2 separate regions of the Mus musculus genome follow, and region 2 is linked to region 1. The links are chromatin contacts, called in public promoter capture Hi-C maps. All regions are on one chromosome and are shown on one strand. Each heading gives the region's core, a stretch centred on a gene start, on an enhancer-like site or on the middle of the called end of the contact. The rest is flanking DNA. Distances are from core to core; before and after follow the strand shown. Region 1 overlaps Sdad1 (SDA1 domain containing 1). Region 2 has its middle 9.2 kb from the start of Art3.

Region 1 (7,121 bases), core at 2,843-5,342:
TGTTACTTTCAGATACATGTTCCCGAACCAGAGCGAACCACATACTTGTATTGACTCTTGCTACCTCACTGTGTGCCTAACTAACCCTTCCTGACATTCTTGACTTCTAGGTGTCTCTGGTAGGGAGTCATTTGTTTGCAATGCTGGGTTCCCTAGCTGCTTGTTGGTGTGTGTGTGAGTGTGTGTGTGTTGTACATGTTGGTACTTTTAGAGTAGCTGCCTTTACCAAAAATTTAGACCACAAAGAAATGTGCAGCGCATGTGTTCAGTGCCCACAGAAGCCAGAAGAGAGCTTAGGTCCTCTGGGACTGGAGAGTCACCATGTTGGTGCTGGGAACAGCTCTTAGTGGCAGAGCCATCTCTCCAGTCCAGTTTTGTGACATGGTTGAATGTGTTGCTCTCCTTCCCCCAATGTGGTTAAGCTGGAAGATAATAGAGTCAGGGCTGTCAGTTTGTGCTATTCAGATCTGTCCTGTCCTGTTCCCAGGACCTTTGATACCAGCTGGTTCTGGTCTTGCTTCTCTCTGTGAACACCAACACGGAGCTCTGCAGCTAGGCCAGTAGCAGAGTTAAAGAGTGTGGGTTTTGTTTGCCTTTGCCTACTTCATTCTGCCCTTTCTCTCGCATGTGGTGAGGCAGCAGGGTAGTGTTGGGGAGGAAATTCTTTCCCTGGGTGACTGCAGCGTATTGAGTTAGCCTGTGACAGAACAAGTCAGGTGCATTTGTCGTGAAATGAGGTTACATGATGGAACTGAAATCCCATGCTTAGGTTTATAAATGTTAAAGCTGCCGTGCTCTTCTCTCCACAGCTTTTCCTCTTCAACTTCTACCCTTTTGTGCAAAGGTTTCTGCAGCCCCACCAGAGAGGTAACCTTCTGTGTGTGCTCCTTGCTGGCCTCAACCTAAGGGGTGGCTGGTCCATGGTTCTTGTGTCATTAAGGACAGATGTAGTTATATGTGTTCTGTATAGAGAGGGAAAATGGAATGCTGAGGCAGGAGGATCAGAACTTCAAGCCAGCCCCAACTACATGCTGGATTGGAGGCTAGCCTGGAGTACATCAAAGCTCTTCTCAAACAAACAGAAGACCAGACCCAACCCTAACCTTCCCAGCAAAAAGCACGACAAAGGAGGACAGAGCGGCCTGCGTTTCTTCCTTAAATCAGCACATTTCCTTTTCCTATTCGTTAGCTACAAGCGGGGGTTATTTTCCAAGTACTGCTCTTGCAGAGAATCAGATGAGTTCAGTTCCCATTACCCACTTCAGGCAGCTCTGGGGAGTGCAGTGCCCTCCTTTGGTCTTTGTGAGCACTGTGCTTATGTGCACAAAGTCACACACACATACAAACCACTATTCTTTTTTTTTTTTTTTTAAGTAAAATAAAAATTAAAGATAAATTTTTTAGCAAGTCCTTTTATAATCTAAATTCTCCTCTTGACCATTCTAATTTGGGGGCTTTGCAGTGAAGAGCACGCACTACTCTTGTGTAGGACCTGGATTTACTTCTCAGCTCCCACATGGTGACTCAGCCATCCATAAACTCCAGTTAGGAGATCTGATACCCTCCTTTGACCTCTGCAGGCACCAGGTAACCAAGTGGTGCAGATACACGAGTGCAGGCAAAACATCCGTACACATAAAAATAAATAAATCGCAAAAAGAGAGAAACTGTAGTTTTCACCTTCAACTGTAGCTGCGTGGTGGCAGGGCTTTATGTTCTCCATGGCCTTGTGTGCAGTCTCAGTCAGCAGTGACACAGAAGCAGGCAAAGTTGGTTACCTGCTTTACCTTTGGAACTTAACCAGAACAGGAAGGAAGTGAACAGGTGAGCTTCTGACGTGAGCCTGATATTGTGCTAAGAGCTCTCTCTACATCACTGGGTCAGGTTGTTAAATGGCCTTCAAAGAAATGACAAATCAACATTTGCCCCTCCTTTCCTTGTTTGTTGACTGGTGATGGCTTATTGTTTTGTTTTTGTATTTTGTTCTTGAGAAACTCTCACTCACTATACATGCTTGGCTAGTCTGGAACTTCTTTGTAGACCAGGCCAGCCTTGAATTCACAGAGCTCTGCCTGTCTCTGGCATGCACCTGAACCCAATTTGATGCTTGTTTGTTTTTGAAACAGTCTCTGTAGCCCAGGCTGGCTTGAACTTCAGCAAACCTCCCACACTGGCCTCTTGTGTGCTGTAGTTACAGCCTGAGTCATCGTGTCTGGTTCCAAGGCCTTGTTCTTTACATATACTATGCTGCCTCTTGGAAGAAAGTGTGATATGTGTATATTGAGTTCGTTCAACAAATGTTTGTGACTTGTTTGGTTAGTTTGGGACTTAGACTGGATTTTGGTATGCAGCCCGAGCTGGCCCCGATGTCAGTTTCTGCTACCATTCTTAAGTGCTAGGATTGTAGGTGTGAGCTACCGCTCATGGCCTTTGTAGTTTCTGTGAATGCACAGGAAGCCAAGGAGAGCAGAACATCTGTGAGATGCTGAGGTCCACAGTGACCCTAAAGCAGAGTCCTTCCTTAACTCAGCGAATTTGTGCTCTAGACAGAAGTCTAGACATCGTCACTGGGTAGAATATCCAGGCGGAGTGTTTGGAAGAGGAAAGCAGAGGAAGGACAGGAGCAAGCATGGGGCAGGTGCTGTTTAGGCTGTAGGGTCAGGCAGGCCTTTCTGATAAGCAGCAGTTGAGCAAGGGCCTGAAAGTGGCACCGGTTGAACCATGCAGACAGGTCGGGGCTGGGGTTGAGGTAGATACATAAGTGGCAGTCATGACATGTGGATTTGCTTGCCACGTTGCAGTAGTCCTTGGAGGCAGAGTGACAACATTTGCCCTTTCTATCTCTTGTGCTTTTAGAAGTCACGAAGATCCTTCTGTTTGCTGCACAAGCCTCTCATCACCTGGTGCCCCCAGAGGTGAGACACTTCCCCTGACCTCCAGGTTGTGTGTGTGGAGGGGTGCCACCGTTGGCATGTTATGGTTTCTTCCCAGAGTTATTGTCTCTCCTGACCCTTCTTTAAATGAACAGACGAGACCTAACTCCTAAGGAGATGGACACAGAAGTTAGCTGTACAGTTGACAGAAAGGAGCTAGCTGAGGCTTCTGAGTTTAATAACCAAGTTTTATGACTCGGAAGGACCAAGGGTATTTGTGAGTTCATGGTGATTAGTTTTTAAATTCAAAGAAGATTGAATTATCTTGTGTCAAAAGCACAGTATTGTTTTGGTCATTGTTGGAAACAATGTAATGGAATAAATGTGGTAAGAAGAGGAGGCTACAGAGATGGCCTTAGTAGGAAAGAGTCTTTGCTGCTCTTCGGGAGACCCAGGCTTGGTTCCTAGAACACAAGTTAGGCAGCCAGGTGCTCTGCTGCTTCCAGCCTCTGAGCCCACCAGCATGACACACAGACACACACACACATGAATACAAAACAGAACCTTTAGACAGAGAGCAGGAGCGAGACCATTTGGGAGAAGGAAGAGAAGAAGCAGAGGTGAGTGGAGAGTGCACTGTGGAAATGAAGGGTCGCAAAGTGACGAGTGTGTAAAAAAAAAAAAATGCCACAATGAAACCTGTTACTTTGTATGCCAACCTAAAACATTAATTTTTAAAAAAGGAAAATTATGTTATAATCCAGTCACGTGACTCAGTGGGTAAAAGTACTTAACAGAAAACTGACGCCATGAGTTTGATACCCAGAACTCATTTAAACTAAATGCAACTGTGCACATCTAATCTGGTACTCCTATCAAGAGATGATAGGCAGGAAGGTCTCCCCAGAGAGCAAAGGCCAGTGAGCCTGGAGAGGATGAGAAGCGAATCCTACAAGTTGTCCTTTGACCTCTACACATCTGCCCTGGTACATGTGCACATGCATGTGCTCGGGTATAAGTATTCTCTCTCTCTCTCTCTCTCTCTCTCACACACACACACAATGTAAAAGAGAAAACGCTGTTAAAGGAGGTAAACTTTACCATATCTATAGCCCGGAAGACTGAGCTGGGGGCGCACTCGTTTCTGTCTTCCTTAGCTCCTTAGCTTTGGTTCTCAGCGCGCACCCTAAGGCAGAAGGTTGCTGCTGCACCACAGTCTGAGTGCAGGGGAAGCAGGGACCTCCGCCTGACTCAGCTCTTTTGTTTCCAACTCAGATTATTCAGTCGTTGCTTGTGACGGTGGCCAACAATTTTGTTACTGACAAGAACTCTGGGGAAGTCATGACCGTAGGGTATGTAAAACATACTTGGGGACAGTCAGTGTTTATAATGTACTAAGATAGACAGTTATGCTGTGCGTGTGGTGTCTAGAAAAGTGGTTTCCCCGGGAGGCTTTGTAATTTCATTTATTGGTGAGAATTCTGAAGAGGGAACTAGATAACAGTACTTGTCCCAATCAGCCATTTTTATAGTTTTAGATGTTTTATAGTTTTATGAGAATGATTTCATTAGCCTAAGTTTTTCTTTTTCTTCCACCTTGGATTTGTCTCCTGAAGGCGCAAGAGATTTGTTAATGAATCACTCTTTACTTCTAGAGAACTGCAATTGCCCTTTTGGGTAACACAAAGGTTTATCTAATCTGTGCACCTGTAAATGATATGCTAAGCAGTTTCTCTGTGTCTCCCTTGCAAACTGCTGCTGGGGTAACAGCCCTAAAGACCTTTAACCCTCCCTTCCAGTCTGACTTCACGCCTTCTCTCCTTAGCACTGGAAGCAAATAATGCCATGATTTGTTGTGGCTGATTCTTATTACACAACTGTCAGAGGAAGTGCAACTGTTGGGAATGTCAGTCTGTAGGGCCCTTTGCCCTCACAGTCTCTGCCACACTGCAGGCTTAGGGGGCCTAAGCCTAGAAAGTCCAGCCTAGTACGCTTATTTTACATCCATTTTCCTTTTCTAGGATCAATGCTATAAAAGAGATCACAGCTCGATGTCCTCTGGCCATGACTGAAGAGCTTCTCCAGGACCTGGCTCAGTATAAGACACACAAAGATAAGAGTGAGTAGTTCTCTGTAGGCAGTGAGTGCAGTGTGGCTCCCTCCCTCCTACCTCACTGCTGCCTTTGCTTGAGAATTTCTAATCAAAGGCAGTGTCTCCTAGATGTGATGATGTCTGCCAGGACTTTGATCCATCTCTTCCGGACATTGAACCCTCAGATGCTGCAGAAGAAGTTCCGGGTAGGTTAATCTAAAGATGGTGGTCTCAGAAAGTGAGGGTAATGCCTGCAGTTCACATGTTAGATTAGCTTTCCTGGAGAGTGGCTGTGATGTGTGTGGGTCTGTTCCTCAAGCTTAGGGGGCACTTGATTGAGTTCCTTGGTCCTCGGCCCTTGCTGCTGGCATGTGCTCTGTGATGGACAGCTCAGTCCGAAAGGTCTGCTGGGCTGTGTGTAGTTGACAGTGTGTGATACTGTCAGCAGGCTGGAGTGAGGTGCTGCCTCTTTCAGCAGAGAGGGAGGTGTGTTTGTAATACAAAGACATAGCACTGTTGAGACCTAAAATGTCAGAGCAGTTTGGTATTCTTTACAAAGCCAGTTTCTCAAATTCAATCAGGAGACAGTGAGGAAGAAGTGAGCCTGCTGTACCTGGGGTTACGTTGTTTCTGACATGTAAGCAGGCCGTCCCTTATTTGACTACATGTTTAATAGTGCTCACATCCTATAGTGCCTTTCATAATGAATTTTTTAAAAATCTAAGCATCTTATTTTTTTAAGCACCTTACTTTTAAATAATTTTCTCTTTTAGGGTAAACCCACTGAAGCCTCCATCGAAGCAAGAATACAAGAATATGGAGAATTAGATGCTAAAGATTACATCCCAGGAGCAGAGGTTCTAGAGCTTGAGAAGGGAGATAATACAGAAGATGATGAAGGTCCTCTGCCTGCCCTTTGCCTTGCCTTTTGCTGGGGTTTGAACCTTGCTCAGTCTCTACTATGTTAGGGAAGCTGCCTGGCAGGACTAGGGAGCTGCTTACGAGGGAAAATGGCAGACCACAGACTCAGACAGGCTCCCTGTGGTCTGAGGATAGGCTGTGTTTTCTGGCTCCTTCCTTCCTTCCTTCCTTCCTTCCTTCCTTCCTTCCTTCCTTCCTTCCCTCCCTCCCTCCCTCCCTCCCTCCCTCCCTCCCTCCCTCTCTCCCTCCCTCCTTCTTTCCTTTCTTCCCTCCACCCCTTTTTTTGAGACAGAATTTCTCTGTTTAGCAAAACCCTAGATGTCCTGAACTCACTCTAGACCATGCTAGCCTTAAACTCAGAGTTACTCCTGTCTCTGCCCCCTGAGTTCTGGAATTAAAGCTATGTGCCACTACACCCAGCCTCTGGTATGTTTCTTACTCAGAATCCATTCCTCTTTGAGCTGTAAGAATTAGGTAAATCACTGTAACAATTTGGCTTTTAGTAGATTCTTAGTCAGTGCTAGTCCCTGTTCCTTAAATTAAATTGATGTGGCATAGCACACATCAACTCCAGTTGTTGGTAAGTGGCGCATCCTACCTTGCTCACTTACCTCATCTTGCTGTGACTCTTTCCCACAGATGGATGGGAAAGCGCCAGCCTCAGTGAGGAGGAGGAAGAGGATGGTGAGTGGGTTGACGTGCACCACTCTTCTGATGAGGAGCAGCAAGCAATTGTAAGTCCATATGGCTTCGAGACTGCGGCATGCTCATAGTTACCTAGATGCCATTTTTTGCTGGGCCATGTTAAAATTTAAATGACTTGAGCTGTCTGTCACTTAAGCTGGTAGTCAATTCTCCTTTTGGCTGTATGCTTTTCAAGGCCACGAAGCTGGACAGCATGCCCATGGAGGAGCGGAAAGCCAAGGCTGCAGCCATCAGCACCAGTCGAGTTTTAACGCAGGATGACTTCCAGAAAATCCGCATGGCCCAGATGAAGAAGGAAATGGATGCTGCTCCGGGGAAAGCCCAGAAAAGGAAATACTTAGAAATTGACAGTGACGAGGAGTCCAGGTGAGGCTGGCCCAGCCTGCAGTCAGCCGTGTGCCAGTGACAGCAGCAGGCAGACAAATCCCACCCCATCCTGTATTTAATTTTCCCTCACCACAGGGGTGAATTGCTGTCTCTTCGGGACATTGAACGCCTTCATAAAAAGCCCAAGTCTGACAAGGAAACGA
Region 2 (7,631 bases), core at 4,686-7,185, 83 kb before region 1:
GACAAGACCTAAGATTACAGTCATCCCAAACCCTACACTCCCAGGTACAGACACAATAACTCCCAGGACAATGTGTCTCCACTAAAGACCAGCAACCTTCTACCCGTAGGTCCTGAGAAATGTTATATAGTTGAAGCACCAGGCAAGGACTTCAAAATAACCTTCATAAATATGTTAGAGGTCCTTAACAAGGAAATGAATAGCCGGGCGTGGCGGCGCACGCCTTTAATCCCAGCACTGGGGAGGCAGAGGCAGGCGGATTTCTGAGTTCGAGGCCAGCCTGGTCTACAGAGTGAGTTCCGGGACAGCCAGGGCTACACAGAGAAACCCTGTCTGGAAAAAACAAAAAACAAACAAACAAAACAAAAAACAAACAAAAAAACCAAACAAACAAAAAAGAAAACTCAGACTGAGGTACACTGGAAATGAAAAACTTAGGAACTCAAACAGAAAACTCAGGCAAGGGGCTAGAGAGATGGCTCGGTGGTTAAGAGCAAAGACTGAGTCTTGAGTTCAATTCCCAGCAACCACATGGTGGCTCACAACCATCTGTAATGGGATAAGATGCCCCCTTCTGGTGTATCTGAAGACAGCTACAATGTACTCATATATATTAAATATATATTATAATATATATGATTATATATTATATATTCATACTATATATATTAATAAATAAACTTTTAAGAAAGACAAAGGGAAAAAAAAGAAAACTCAGGCAAGCTTCACCAATGGAATACAAGAGATGGAAGAGAGAAGGCATTGAAGATAAAAGAAAAGAATACTTAGGTCAAAGAAAATGTTAATTTTTTTTTTTCGAGACAGGGTTTCTCTGTGTAGCCCTGGCTGTCCTGGAACTCACTCTGTAGACCAGACTGGCCTCGATCTCAGAAATCTGCCTGCCTCTGCCTCCCGAGTGCTGGGATTAAAGGTGTGCGCCATCATGCCCGGCTGAAAATGTTAAAATTTAAAAACTCCTGGCACAAAACATCTAGGAAATCTGGGAAAGTATAAAGAGACCAAATCTAAAGATACTAGAAATAAAGGAATGAGAAGAAACCCAGGGCAGAGGCGTAAGAATATATTTTCAATTAAATCATAAAAGAAAAGTTCCCCAACCTAAAAAAGGAGAGGCCAGGCTGGAGAGATGGCTCAGCGGTTAAGAGCACTGACTGCTCTTCTGAAGGTCCTGAGTTCAAATCCCAGCAACCACATGGTGGCTAACAACCATCTATAACAAGATCTGGTGCCCTCTTCTGGGGTGTCTGAAGACAGCTACAGTGTACTTTCATTAAATAAATAAATAAATAAATAAATAAATCTTTTAAAAAAATTAAAAAAAAAAAAAGGAGAGGCCTATCAAGGTACAAGGAGCTTACAGAACACAAATAGACTGGAAAAGAAAAGAAAGCCCCCTCAGCACATAAGCACATATCAAGACACTAAACTTACAGAACAAAGACAGACTATGGAAAGCTGCAAGAGAAAAAGCCCAAGCAGCGCATGTCAGCAGACCTATTAGACCACCACCTACCGTCTCAACGGAGACTCGAGTCTCCAACTATCTTTATGTGCAGATGATATGATAGTATCCATAAATGACCCTAACAATTCTAATAGAGAACTCCTACTAAAGTAGCTAGATACAAAACGAACTCCCAAAACTCAGCAGCCCTCCTATATACAAGTGGCAAATGAACTGAGAAAGAAGTCAGGGAGGACATCATCTTTCACAAAATCTATCTTGGGGTAACTCTCACCAAGCAAGTGAAAATGTGTATGATAAAACCTCTAAGACACTGAAGACGGAAACTGAAGATCTCCGAGGATGGGAAGATCTCCCATGCTTACGAATTGGTAGGATTAATACCAAATTAATACCAATTAATAGTGAAAACGACCCTCCTACCAAAAAGCAATCTATGGATTAAATGTAATCGCCTTCAAAATTCCAATACAATTCTTATACTTGAGAAGACAATTTTCAGCTTCATATGAAAGCACACACACACACACACACACACACACACACACACCAAACAAAACCAGAAGTGCTAAACAATCCTGAATGATAAAAGAATGGCTGGATGTATCGCCATTTCCTATCTCGAGTTGTACTACAGAGCCATAGTCATGAAAACAGCATGTTTTAAAATTTATTTATTTCACTGGACCAAAAAAAGATATGTTGATCAATGGAATAGAATTGAAGACACAGAGATAAGTCCACACAGCTATGGAAACTGAAAACCACCTCGATGTCCATTAGTGGATGAATGGATAAAGAAAACATGGTACATTTATACAATTAACAGTATTACTCAGCCACTAAAAGGTGAAATTCTCAGGTAAATGAGTGGAACTAGGAAAAATCTGTGAGTGATGTAACTCAGACCCAGAAAGACAGCTACAGCACATATTCACTTAGATTAGGAATGCCAGCAGTTAAGTCACTGACAAGCAGGCTATATAACCGCAGAGGTTAGGTAGGGAAGGGCCTCTGGTTTCGGATTCCCGAGTGCGGGAGCCCGTGCGTCTCTGCGCCTGCGCACTTCTTGCGCTTTTTCTTCGATTCTTTTTTCTTGTTTGGTACTTTTGTTACATTCCAATTCATTCGGTTTTGGTTTATCTTATTTTATTATTATTCCTTGGATGCCCGTTTTTTCTAAGGAGAGACAAAAAGGGTGTGGATCCGGATGGGACGGGGGTTGGGGAGGAACTGGGAGGTACCTGGAGGGGAAACCAGAATATGTTGTATTTTAAAAATCCATTTTCAATCAAAGGAAAAAAGCTGGAGAGAACCTTTGTCCTTCCTCGGCTTCTGCTGATTTCCCGTGTTAGATGCAGCGTTTATTTTTTTTTCCTAAGAGACCTTGAGAATTGTTTAGCTTTCTCCAAAATCAGGCAAAAGAAAAAGCAATAAAATTAAAACAGAAACTGCCAGGCTCTGAAGGAATCCCGGAGGCTTACTGGCCTTCTCACTGCTCCAACATTGCTCTCTCTTGTCCCATCCAGAAGGGAGGCAGGCGCTCCTCTCTGGTCTAGAGTCTAATTATTCTTGGTAGCACCACTCTGGACATGCTAATCCCTCTTTCTCTCTCTGGTGAACGTCCTTGTTCTGGTATTTTCTACCTTTTCCCTCCTGTCTAAACCACTAGCAATTTAGCCTTAAAACAACACAGACTACCACCCCTACGACCTGCAGTGTATGCTATAAGGCTCTACTTTATTATACCTAAGACATGGGTGCTGTGTTAATGTACTGAAGTGTGAATGCAGTTAAAATTTTATATACAATGTGAACTGGCAAAAAACGACTGAGTGGTTAAAGTGCTAGCTGCTAAGCCTGATAACTTGAGTTTAATTTCCAGGACCCACATGAGGGAGGCAATTCCTGCAAGGTGTCCTCTGACCTCCACAGAGAGCCATGGTGCTAATGCGCGCACACACACACACACACACACACACACACACACACACAATTTTAAAAGCTTTCTATATAATTCTAGTTTCAAAATAATTTTCATTCTCTCTCTATGTGTGTGTGTGTGTATATATATATATACATTAGTGTTTTCCAAGATAGGGTTTCTCAGTGTAGCTTTGGCTGTCCTAGAACCCACTCTGTAGCCCAGGCTGACCTTGAACTCAGAGATCCCCTCACTTTGTAGACCAGGCTGGCCTCAAACTCAGATCTGCCTGCCTCTGCCTCCTAAGTGTTGGGATTAAAGACATATCCCCACTCAGCAGCATGCATGTGGCACAAGTTTTAAGTCCAGTTTCTAGTTTCTGAAACAGAATTTGGCCTTTTTACACCCTTCCTCTGAGTTGCGAGTCTTGACTTCCTAACTAAATCAGAATTCTTCCCCACTCCTCATCCCTCTGGCCATGGCTTGCGGCTTAAATAGCAGCAACTACAAAGAATACATTCAAGCTGCATTTAAGAGAAATCTAGTCAGCCACCTTCTTAGATCTTTCTGGGTCTTACTGAATGCAGCATATGCTTATTAACAACACAATAAGCCTTTATAATGACTAACCCAGTAACTCTGATCCACAGTGTTTCAGTGTTGGAGAATATACCCAAAGCCAGCAAGCACTCCACCACTAAGCGAAATCCCGAATTCCTGAGCCACAGATGCTGAGAGATCAGTAAACGAAACAGATACTGCTCCAGGAAGCTCATAGCTCACAAGTAGTGCGGGCTGGGAGAGGCAGTCAATCAGACAGTAAGTTATGGGGAGATAAAAAGCCCCTTGGAATGAGCAGGATTAGAAGTATGCAGTGTGGGGACTTGAGGAATTTGTGTATTAAATAGAGCGGGTCAAGTGGAGTTTCCCAAAGGCTGCAATCTAAACAAAAAAAGACAGGAGAGAGGCAGCTGGTGGGGTTTCATGGAGGAAAACTCACCTCCAGACAGAGGAGAGCTGTAACCGCCTCTCCAGCTCCAGGCACCACAGCCCTGCTGCGAGCACTCTGAAAGTGACCTGGTGACTGAGACGGACCGGTTTCAGGACGGTTCGTTTTATCTAACTTTTAAAGCTGTAATTGGTTTGCTGGGAAGCTTTCAGTGCTTGGAACAACGGACGGATTTGCATCTGTTTTTGAACTTGACCTTTCATGAAGTCTAAATATAGATCAATTATCTGTGATGAAAATTTAGTATGCAAATGCCGAGGGCTGTCAGTATAAAATCTTGAAGGATTTCAATCACAGTAAGAACGTAAGTGTGCCCTTTAAATGCAATGGTTTAAATAAGAAAATTAGTAATATTAATTTCACTTGTTTTTTCCTCCCCCCCTTCCTCCTCCTCCTCCAAATGTGGCTACAAGAAAGACTTTTTCCGTTTGGTTTGTTCAGATAGGGTCCCTGTAGTATAGGCTGAGGTGAATTTTGCTATGTAGACCAAGTTGGCCTCTTGGGGCAGCCTCCAGATAAACAGAAGTGCTGGGATTATAGGTGTCAGCCACCGCACCTGACTCAGAAAGTTTCTAAATATCCAGGTAGCTAATTTGTTATTGTTTTTTGGGTTTTTTTTTGTTGTTGTTGTTGTTTTGTTTTTGTTTTTAAGAGTCTCTTGTAGCCCAGGCTGACTTCCAATTTGTCATATAGCTAAGAATGAGTTTGAATTTCTGATTCTCTCCTCTTCCCTCTGCCCTCTGCCCTCTGCCCTCTGCCCTCTGCCCTCCGCCTGCCTGTCCAGTGGTGGGACTGCAGACATGTGCCACAAAGCCTGGTGTATGTAGTCCTGGGGATCAAACCCGGGGATTCCTGCATGTGAGGCAAGCCCTCCCCACCTGAGATTCCTTTCTAGCCTCTTTTCTGTTTGTCTGGGGTTTGTTGTCTGTCTGTCTGTTTGTTTGTTTGAGAAGGTTTTGCTATGAGCTCCTGAGTACAGGGAGTGCAGTCCTGCATCACCGTGCCTAGCACTCTGTAGTTCTATTCAAAGCTGAGCTACAACAAGCAGCCGGCCTGCTATGGCTGAGGAAAACAGGAAGGTTCAGTGGTGAGGGCAGGCCAGGCAGTGAGTGAAGTTCAGGAGGTGGGACCGTAAGACCTGTATCTATTATGCCTTTCTGGAATGCCAAGTCTGGAAGTGGTAGAGCCCACGGGAAATCCATGCTTTCCTCCTAGACACATCTTCTAGGTAGCCCTCGGGTCTGTGAGCCCATGTCCGTCCATCGCCTGTGGCTTGAAGTTACAATGAGCATACCATGAAGAGGTGGAAAGTCACGTCCACAGTCCAGAGCGAGACTCTGAACGACTCTTCCAGTCGGTCTCACGGGAAAATGTGGATCGACGCACAGCTGGCTTCACTGTGCACACGAAGACGTCCACATCTCGTGGGAAGAGGTGACAGTTACAACCAGTCAAGTCTCAAGGAAGGAAGAAATGGAAGAATGTGGGGGCGGGTTCCTCACACGCCTGCGCAACCAAGCCCACGGACTGCGGCAGGCCTCTTCCTTCCTCCTCTGCTCCACACGGTCTCTTCTGTTGTTCTCTTCAATACAGCCTTTTGTTGTTGGTTTGTTTTTAAGACATCGTTTCTCTGTGTAGCCCTGGCTGTCCTGGAACTTGCTCTGTAGACCAGGCTGGCCTCGAATTCACATATCCACTTATCTGTGCCAGAGTGCTAGGACTGAAGGTGTGAACCACCGTACCCGGCTTCACTTTAACCATCTTTATCTGAAAAAAAAGTTTCTTTCGCCATAGAATACTAAATGGGATAGAAAACAAGCGATGGCAATTTGTTTTCAGCTGTAAGATGTCCAAAAAACAAGGACCAAGGACAAAACCAACCGGAGACAGGACATAATTTATCCTAAGTGCCCTCCTAGATAAGAGCTGACCCGGCAAAGAAAGCTTTCACTTACAGCCAGCACACTGTCTTCTTTAAAGCACTATTAAATAAGTGAACCATCGCATAGCCTGGCGGAGAGGCTAGAGCTCCTCCCTGCGGCATGGAAGATGCAGTAACCAAACGTGCAAGTACTGCCTCTGTTCCCAAAGCTGGAAACCCCCATGAAGTAACTGTTGTGGGAACATCAGCCAGACTTAAAAGAAAACTAAAGATAACTTACTGCTGATTTAGAACTGTAAATGTGTTCCCTTCTGAAACAGGAAACATCAACTATTAGAAGAGAGGAAGCAAATCTAGCAGGCAGGGACAATCCCTGTGTGAGGGTGGCAGATGGTGTGGTGACCGGCCTTGGTCTGGGAGCATTCTTACATGGCTTAGGACCAATAACTGTCCTCTCTCTTTCTCTCTCTCTTTCTCTCCCCTCTCTCTCTCTCTCTCCCTCTCTCTCTCTCTCTCTCCCCATCCCTCCCTCTCTCCCTCCCTCCCTCCTTCCCTCCCTCCCTCCCTCCCTCCCTCCCTTTCCCATTTTTTTTTCACACAGGGCAAATGAAGGGGAAGTATGACAACAGACAATGTTCCTGATTTAAAGGACCCCACAAAGTGAACTGTCACCATTTTAGCATCTAAAGGTGTCCTGATTCCTGAAGGACCGACTCCTGACTGACTCCCGGATGTCTTGCACCTCACTGGCCCCCCATCCCCTCGGCCCATTTGTGCTAGTGTGACAGATCTAGTGTCCATCCTGTAGATAACTTACTCTGTAGCTCTCGTTTCTTTGTCAAACATATGCACGCTTGATTGAGAGCCAAGTCTTACACAGTTTCCACCCTTAATGCTACTCAACACTGCTATTTCCTCTTCTAGATCGTTCAAGTCACTTAGTTCTTTGACTAAGCTGCCCATACAATCTGGAATGGCCTGGACATTCAGTTAGACAGCTCAGGGGCAGACAGGGGACAGCACATCTTTGTCTTTTGAGATATCTACACATGGGAAAACAAATTGAGAACAGACAGGCAAAAAGCCATTTACAGGTTTGTACTTAGAAAAGCAAGAAGGGCTCAGCTGATACTTTTAATGTTAAGGCCAAAAAAGCATCTTAAAAAATTATATAGGTGTTAAAAAAAACAAACAAAACCTCAGGCCCGGGGAGAGGCTGCATGTTAATCTCAACATCCCGCAAGTCTCCGAGTTCAAGGCCAGCCTGGTCTACATAGAGATTTCCAGGACAGCCAGGGCTACAGAGTGAGGCCCTGTCTCAAAAGCAAAA

Evidence for each region. Capture Hi-C pulls out chosen DNA fragments and counts their contacts.
Region 2: a promoter capture Hi-C map of adipose tissue shows a contact between it and region 1. The contact joins two enhancer-like sites. A contact is called at or near these places in 6 of 39 promoter capture datasets (the C10 cell line, embryonic stem cells, liver and 1 more), 2 of 15 datasets of contacts at CTCF or cohesin (the NIH/3T3 cell line and embryonic stem cells), 8 of 484 Hi-C or Micro-C datasets (2-cell embryo, CD4 T cells, LSK cells and 4 more), 36 of 115 datasets of contacts at active chromatin or transcription factors (the 230-238 cell line, CD8 T cells, the HPC-7 cell line and 21 more) and 4 of 9 other capture datasets (adipose tissue, liver, macrophages and 1 more).

What each region holds. Positions count from the first base shown.
Region 1 is chr5:92,289,757-92,296,877 of GRCm38.p6, reverse strand. Sdad1 (SDA1 domain containing 1) reads left to right here. Exons shown (of 22, transcript NM_172713.2): 12 at 810-867; 13 at 2,857-2,915; 14 at 4,149-4,225; 15 at 4,895-4,992; 16 at 5,095-5,171; 17 at 5,739-5,865; 18 at 6,526-6,620; 19 at 6,767-6,957; 20 at 7,054-7,121. Among named protein-coding and RNA genes, the nearest start is that of Naaa, 15 kb to the right of the region's middle. Within about 2 kb of position 4,092, at least 17 of the 459 cell types and tissues checked have an H3K27ac peak or open chromatin away from gene starts, as enhancers often do. A contact at or near this core is called in adipose tissue, where this site is marked.
Region 2 is chr5:92,373,830-92,381,460 of GRCm38.p6, reverse strand. It overlaps a transcript of Art3 not described here. Among named protein-coding and RNA genes, the nearest start is that of Art3, 9.2 kb to the left of the region's middle. Within about 2 kb of position 5,935, at least 116 of the 459 cell types and tissues checked have an H3K27ac peak or open chromatin away from gene starts, as enhancers often do. A contact at or near this core is called in adipose tissue, where this site is marked.